Linked DNA regions of Mus musculus: region 2 is linked to region 1. A link is a contact called in public HiChIP or PLAC-seq data. All regions are on one chromosome and are shown on one strand. Each heading gives the region's core, a stretch centred on a gene start, on an enhancer-like site or on the middle of the called end of the contact. The rest is flanking DNA. Distances are from core to core; before and after follow the strand shown. Region 1 holds the start of Tbx15 (T-box 15). Region 2 overlaps Tbx15 (T-box 15).

Region 1 (3,756 bases), core at 41-2,540:
TCAGAAGTCTTATCTATCTCCCCCCCACCCCCAACCCCGGCACCCGCTGTGGGTTCTTTGGAATAAGAGCCCGGGATAGGCGAAGCGCAGCTCAGAGTCTGCTGCGCTATGAAAGTTACTATTTGTGTGGTGCAGGGGCCCAGTCTAGCAGGGTAAGTTTGCAGACCCCGAGGCAAGCTAAGCGGCCCATGCAGGTCTCTTAACTCTCAGCGTGTCTGTCTCCTCCCTCCATCAGGTAGAACAAGGAGCGTGAAGTCCTGAAATGTTCAGTTATAAGGCCGAATGGCAGCAGGAAAATTTTTTGTTGTTGTTGTTTCGTTTTGCCTTAACCGGACCCGCTTAGAAAGTCATTGATCTGGAACACAGTAGAAACCTGCGTAGAGAAATTTGGGCAGATCTCAAAGCCCCTGGGGGCATGGGTGATATGATCAGAAATATCTTCTGCCTTTTTTTTTTTTTTTTTTTTTTTTTTTTTGAGGAGAGGGACAGGTTAGCATTTTGTCACAGCATCAGCTTCCCAGATCTGCATCTGAACTGAGTATGATAGCTAGCTCTATTAGATCCTGAGAGTTTGGAAGGAAACTGTATGGATTCGTATTTGGACTTGTAGAGTCTATAAGGGCGAAGATCAGATTTTGACTTTGAGCTGTCCCGACTGCCCTCCTCCTACAGAGAAACAAGTCGGGTGCCGGGAAGCCAGGGGTTAAAGTTGGCAGAGAAGCATCCTGGGGATGGCCAGCGCACAGCCTTGGCCCGAGCCTCAGTCTCTCCCTTCTCCCCATTGGCCCGAGCTCTCGGGCTTTCTCTTGTTCCTTTCTTGCCATTGGCTGGGGGCTGGCTTTCCTCCCCTCTGCCTTTTTCTGCTCCCCCTCCCTTTTCCCTCACCCCTCGGACAGGAGCTCACTGCCTACCCCCTGTTCCTCGGGAAGGGAGGAATTCAGGGGGGAAAAGTTTCCCAGAAGTTTGGATCAGGGAAGGACGGGAAGAACGAGTGGGGAAGGGGGAGAGGGAGGAGAAAAAGGAAGAGGGAGTGAATTTAAAAAAAAAAAAAAAAAAGAAAGAAAGAAAAGAAAAAAAAAAAAGAAAAGATGAAGTTCAGTCAGCAGAGTTTGTGAGCGCCTGCCCGGGTGGGTGGGGAGCTGGACTCAGTGCTCCATGCAACGGGCGGGCGGCGTTCCCCGCGCTAGTTCCTAGAGGCTGGGGCAGCTGGGGGCACCGGTCTGATCCGGCGGTCGAGGGCGGGGGAGGACACGGAGGGAGGGCGCAGATCACCCGCGGAGCCGCCGCCCCAGTTTCGGCCGCGGCGCCGCCGCCTCTCCAGGGCCGGGTCGGCGGGCGCTCGGAGCGTGCGGCCGCGGGGCTGCCAGCTCAGTAGCGCGGGCTAGAGGAGACCCGGGTGCGGGCGGCTAAAATGAGTGAACGGAGAAGATCTGCAGTCGCCCTGAGCTCCCGAGCACATGCCTTCTCCGTTGAAGCCTTGATCGGCTCAAATAAAAAGCGGAAACTGCGAGACTGGGAGGAGAAGGGGCTGGACTTGTCCATGGAGGCGCTGAGTCCCGCAGGCCCACTCGGAGACACAGACGACCCGGCGACACACGGCCTGGAGCCCCACCCGGGTGAGTGTGTCGGATCGGACGACGGGAGGCGGGTGGAGAAGGAACACCAGCCGGTATCCCCGCGAGTGGAGGGAGGCCCTGCCTGCTGACTCCCTGCCTCACTCCGACGGGGGTTCCTTTTTCTTGGCATAAATACCTTGAGCCTCCCTAAATTCGCCGGAACCAATTTGGGGGCCTGGCCCGAGCCTTGCATTTTAATCGCCAATTTCAAGGCCTACTTGCGTCCATCCCCCTTCTCTTGTGTCAGAGACTGAGGGCTGCGGGTCCCTGGGTTTGAAAGAGCTCAGTCAAAGACACTGGAGAAAGAGCCCAGTGGATCTGAGACTTGCTTCCGTGCTTCTGAGAGCCCCCGAGTGCTGCCAGACGAAGCCTATAAGGCAGCCATGGGAAATGTTCCGGTTTTCTCTTTTAGTTTCTCTCTCAACTAAGTTTTAGATGGTGGAGTATAATTATTTCTATTTCACTGGGGACATAGTAGATAGACACTGTATCCTGAGACCCAGGTCTTTAATCCGTGCCCACATCTCAGTATTTGGGTGGGTGCACGTTTCAACTAATTTTCTTAGATCTCTCCATATTGTACATAATTAATATGCACAAAACACTTAAAACTCAAGGCGGATGTCAATGTGTGTATTTTAACAGAACCCTAAGAGGGAGAAAACAGCTTCACATTTTGTATTTAGTGCCAAGATTTCAACAGTGCAAAACAGCCCGGGGGAACAGCTGTTGTCAAAATCCTGTAAGCACGCTCACAAACACTACACTCATAACTCGGTTTAGCGGCTTCAGAATATTTTCAACAACTAGTATTTTCAGCCCAGATTTCTAAGGCCCTGCAGAAGGTGTCCCTGCGGACCAGCTAGGATCCAGGACTAGACTCCTTGTCCTACACGGCTTGGGGGTGGGGGGGAAGAGTCAGGCAGCCGCCCACACAGGAATGGGAGCAGCAGTAGGCTCGGGAGCTTGAGGATCCTGGCCTGAAAGCTAGCCAAAGCCCGAAGAGGGACAGCTGTCGCTTACATTTTCTCTTTCAGCAGTGACAGTTCAGTTTCCACGCTCCCGAGGCTAATAATAACTCGATTAGCCAGAGACCTGCAGAGACAGAGTTTCATGAATTCTCCGTGTTCTTGCGGCCCGTTACGGAATTTGGGTTTAGTGCTGGGGAATTATTTTTATTAGTCGATGAAAAGAAAATTAAAAGGAGATTTATTTCATCCATCCACGACTTTCTCTCTTTGGGAGCAAGGGCAGGTCCACTCGGTCTGCTGTGTGGGCAATCCAGGAAGGAACCGAAGATAGCTAATATGTGTCCTCTATTCTGCCATCCCGTCACCCAATTTATCTGTTGTCAGGATTTCAGTAAGGGTCTGTACAGTTATTGGAATGACTTATGGCAACTTTCGATTTGGGAATCTCTTGTTATTTTATCTTCCTGACAGTGGATAAGGGAGAAATTATTCGATTTAGGAAGACTGATGTCAAGGGTGCTTTTCTCTGGGGGAAGAGTCTGGGTTGCTGGGAGTGTGTCTGGTGTGTCTAAGCTCAAAAGGGCCGGCATGTGGGGGTCTCTGAAACCATTGGTATAGTTCAAAGCTCTCTCCTTCCGTCTTTCTCACCCATAAGTGAGGGAAGCAAAGAGAGGAATTGGAAAAGAGAATATTCCAGTCACGTGAATGTGGAGAGCTAGTCTCCAGAATTTTGTTTAGTAGCTCTAGTCTTGGCCTGACAAAGATTCGATGGAATATAGAGCTAACCCTTAGTGACACACTTCAGCCGCTCTGTTCCATTATTTGATTGCCTGTTTTAAAAGGAAGAGGGTACACTGAGGCTAGGAAACAACGAAATGAATTAATGAGCAAGGTTCCTGAAGAAGGGATTCAAAATTGAGAACATTGGGTAGCCCAGCATGGCCTTTGGCAGATGAGACCCTCAGGTTGGAGCTCAGGCAAGGACTTAAAGGCTTTCTTATCCTCTGGATTTGGGATGAGAAATTATCCTTCAGGGAAAAAGGGGAGGGGGCTTGGTGTGGAGACAGGCCGAACCCTGCCATAGCTGCCCATTCTGGACCCAACCACACAATTTGTGAGCAGAAATTGCCAGCTGCGTAGCTTTTCTTCCTCCTCTAGTATAGTTCCCT
Region 2 (3,496 bases), core at 859-3,358, 83 kb after region 1:
GCAATTGTATTCCTCCTATTTATCCAAGCCATGGCTGTTTGTTTAGCCAGAACTTAATGCTTCTCTCTGCTTTATTATTTGTTCTCCCTCCCTTGTCATAAACTGTTTCCACCATTGTCCTCCTGGCCATATGGATTTGCCAGGGAAAGTTGGCAATTGTTTTATTATCTATGGCTCCTGCCCAAGGATGGTGTCATTGAACCCAGTGACGTCTTTTTAATGGTTAGTATATTGGAGTCTGAAGTATCTGCAAGATAATGAGGCCTAAAGGGGCTTGAAGGACACGTTTTTGGTTCTCTGATGAGAAAATGAGAAATGGAATTAGGTAACATGGAACTGCTTTTACATTTTATCCAGAGCCAGAGTATATGGATAGCACCATGAATTCCAGGGACGTAAGGCCATATCTGCTAGACCAAGCTGAATCTTGAGCAGATTTTCTTTTGCTTGAATTGGAACAATGATGACCAACTTCTCATTTTACTCTCTCACTTGCCTTGATAAACTTCGTTTTCAATCAAGCTGTGCTTATTAAGCCACAATTATTATAACAAATCCAGATTTCTCTATCTTACAATTATGGAGACTTTGGTGGCATGAAGAAGTTTCTTACCTTGGCCAAACTTACCTTAATTAGAAGCCAGACTATCTTTAGAGTCTAAGCTCTCAGCTAAAGTATTCATCTATCCCTTGAGTGACTTTCATTGTACCAAAGCCAGAGTATTCAGTCAAATTTACAGGAACTTAATGCTTTAGTTAGCCTGCTTGGTATTATTACAAATTTTATTATTCATGAGACATTGAAAATGCCCAGGAGCTGATGTCACAGCTTATCCAAACTCTAAGAAGGGTAGTTGAAAAGGAACACCTGGGGACCACTAGGCAATGAGCAATTTTTATTCAATTCTAAACACATATTCATCAATTCCTCATTCTCCCACACCAGTGAAAAAGGCTTTTTGATTCCAGCATCTTTACTGTGTAGATATAATTGTTGTACCCCATGAAGCCAAATTTTGCATGATGGGCTTTTGTTTAAATTTGTAGGCTTCTGATCTGTGATCCTTTAGAGCATCTCAACATAAAATGTCTTAAGCAACTGGAGGTTAGAGCTGATTCCACAAAGTAATGAAAGGGAGAGAAGGTGGAAGGTTTGACCTTGCCTCCAGAGAGCAGGGATAGATTAAGAACTTTGAGATATGGTAATTAGATCTGGACTGGATGTCCATTGTACACACCTTTGTCATATGCAGAGCTTCTCTGTCAAGTGCCCATAGCATACCTTTGTTTCCACACTGGGAAGTGTTTGCACATACTGTTGACTCTGCTACAAAAGTTACCACTTATCTGTAGTAGAAGATTGCTTAGAGTGTCATTTAATATTGAGGTTTTATAGATGACTTTTTGTGGAATCTTCCGTTTCCTATGTATATTAAATACTTCTTGCTCAATGCCTCATAGCACCTATTACATATCTCCAAATGCATCATATATTTCATAAATTAATTCTTTTTATATTGCTTTCATTTTTAATTGAAAATGACACAACTTAAGCCCTGTGTCTTTTTTGCTTTTATATCTCCTAAGTTTTTCTTTTGTCTGAATGCTCCTTTATGCTTTCAAAGTTCCTGCTACCTTAGAATAGATTTAGCTGTGGATTTACTTCTGTCGAGAGAGGACCAGTGGTCATATCAACCTATCGCATATGCTCTGTTCATGGTAGTCTCAGTACACGGCATAGGGAGAAGTTAAATGGATAAAGAAGTTGGAGATAAAGAGAAAATAAATAGATAATAATGATGAAGCCACTGATAATGTGAAAATTGCACACAGGGATACCTAAGCCAGATTATGGATATTTAGATATTTGTTATTACAATCTCTTTGCTGGACTTTAAGGAAGTTTTTGTTTTGTTTTCTTTGTTTGTTTGTTTCTTGTAGAAATGCAGTTGGAAGGGTATTTCTTTACAAGCTGGTTACAATTCCCCATCAGTTGATCTGGAGGCATCATTAGTTTGTGAAGGAGCTCTTTGGCTAGCTCTGCCTCCTCCCTCTTCTCCTCCTTCAGCACATTTTTTGGCTTGGCCAAGACAAAAGAGAAGCAGCTTGGAAACCAGAGAGGAAGTTACAGCCAAAAGACCAAACAAAGGGGGTTTAGATGTGGCCTCTGTTGTCACTGGACTAAGGAGGAAAAGTCAGCAAGAGGAAACAGTTGCCAACTTGACTGTTTCTGATTGGAAGCTTCAGAGATGACGCCAGGTCTCTGCTGTGCCGTAGCCCACAGAGGCCCACCATGTGGAACATGTTAACCAGACACTGCAGCTTTTTGCATCTGTGAAACAATGAGTCCATTTTGTAAATCTTGGAGATAAAATTTTACAAAATCAAGGCAAGATAACATCGAGCAAACAATGGTTAGAACGATACACCTCGTATAGACATCTAGTAGCTGAAGACCTTAATGGGTAGTTGACAAACATTCTTATAGAAGGCAATGGGTAGAAATGCTTAGACTCTGCTAGAACACTCAGGCTTAATGGAAGATCAGGAATCCTAAATCTAGGACAAAAGAGGCAGAAGGGAAACTGAAACCTCCCTGAGACCTAGGTCAATAAAGACACAATCCCAATTAGACAGAGAATAAAAAGCCCTGATATCTGACACTAGAGGACTCTTTCTATCCTCAGAGACTTTATTTTTATATCAAGTTGGTTTTAAAAAAATTAAACTTAAGAAAGAGAATTGATACTAGCTGAAATTTATGGATTAGTTCCACTACTTAGTTAACTTAACATGCATCAGTTGAGAAAATGGAAATTGTTAAAATTATGACTTAGTGACACCCGTTTGTTAATTCAGTGAGATAAACTGAGACGTACTGTGCAGCAAGCATTTTTCTAGGAACTTGAGCAAAGGAAAACATTGAATCCAAATCCCTTGAAATACATACAAGCTACTCTAGAAAGAAGGGGATTATTAAATTGCGCCATGGCCCTATACTACATTCTGAGGTACAGTGCAAGTGATTTCTAGCACTTGGATCTAATCAATGAAGCTTGACAGAGTTTGAGACAAAATATAGCAAATAAATAGAATTATTTTTTTCCAAAAATAGAAACATTCAGAAGCCATTAAAAGACTGAATAATATAAATGCATGACATTTCTATAATTCTACACACAAGAATACATATTAAAGGCTAATTTATATTTTTCCCATATAGTAAAAATATAGTTATTGAACTATGAAGTATACAGCCCAATAATAAGGTGTGACTAGTAATGTTATATTCTTTGCCACTGATTTTGGGGGTGGGCTACAAATGTTATCACTACACCTTTGCCTTGAGAAAAACCCTGTTATGTGAACTCCTGGATGGCAGGATATGTTTATGTATGGCATGCTGTATTTTTAGGCTAAGGAAGGTCTCCTTGAGGAGAACATGGAAGAAGGATGCTTAGTGGCAATGTATAAGAGTTTCATCATTTCATTGGAG

Evidence for each region. HiChIP or PLAC-seq counts read pairs in DNA pulled down with a chosen protein or histone mark.
Region 2: a contact with region 1 is called in an H3K4me3 HiChIP or PLAC-seq map of neural progenitor cells, with 2.6 times the contacts expected there. The contact joins the enhancer-like site here to the promoter of Tbx15 in region 1. A contact is called at or near these places in 2 of 484 Hi-C or Micro-C datasets (neural progenitor cells and psoas muscle) and 2 of 115 datasets of contacts at active chromatin or transcription factors (embryonic stem cells and neural progenitor cells).

Annotation. Positions count from the first base shown.
Region 1 is chr3:99,252,470-99,256,225 of GRCm38.p6, forward strand. It overlaps Tbx15 (T-box 15), which reads left to right and starts at 1,291. Exons shown (of 8, transcript NM_009323.2): 1 at 1,291-1,616. The coding sequence starts at 1,412.
Region 2 is chr3:99,334,878-99,338,373 of GRCm38.p6, forward strand. The region is part of intron 6 of Tbx15 (T-box 15); the gene reads left to right. Among named protein-coding and RNA genes, the nearest start is that of Gm52611, 15 kb to the right of the region's middle. Within about 2 kb of position 2,109, at least 6 of the 459 cell types and tissues checked have an H3K27ac peak or open chromatin away from gene starts, as enhancers often do. A contact at or near this core is called in neural progenitor cells, where this site is marked.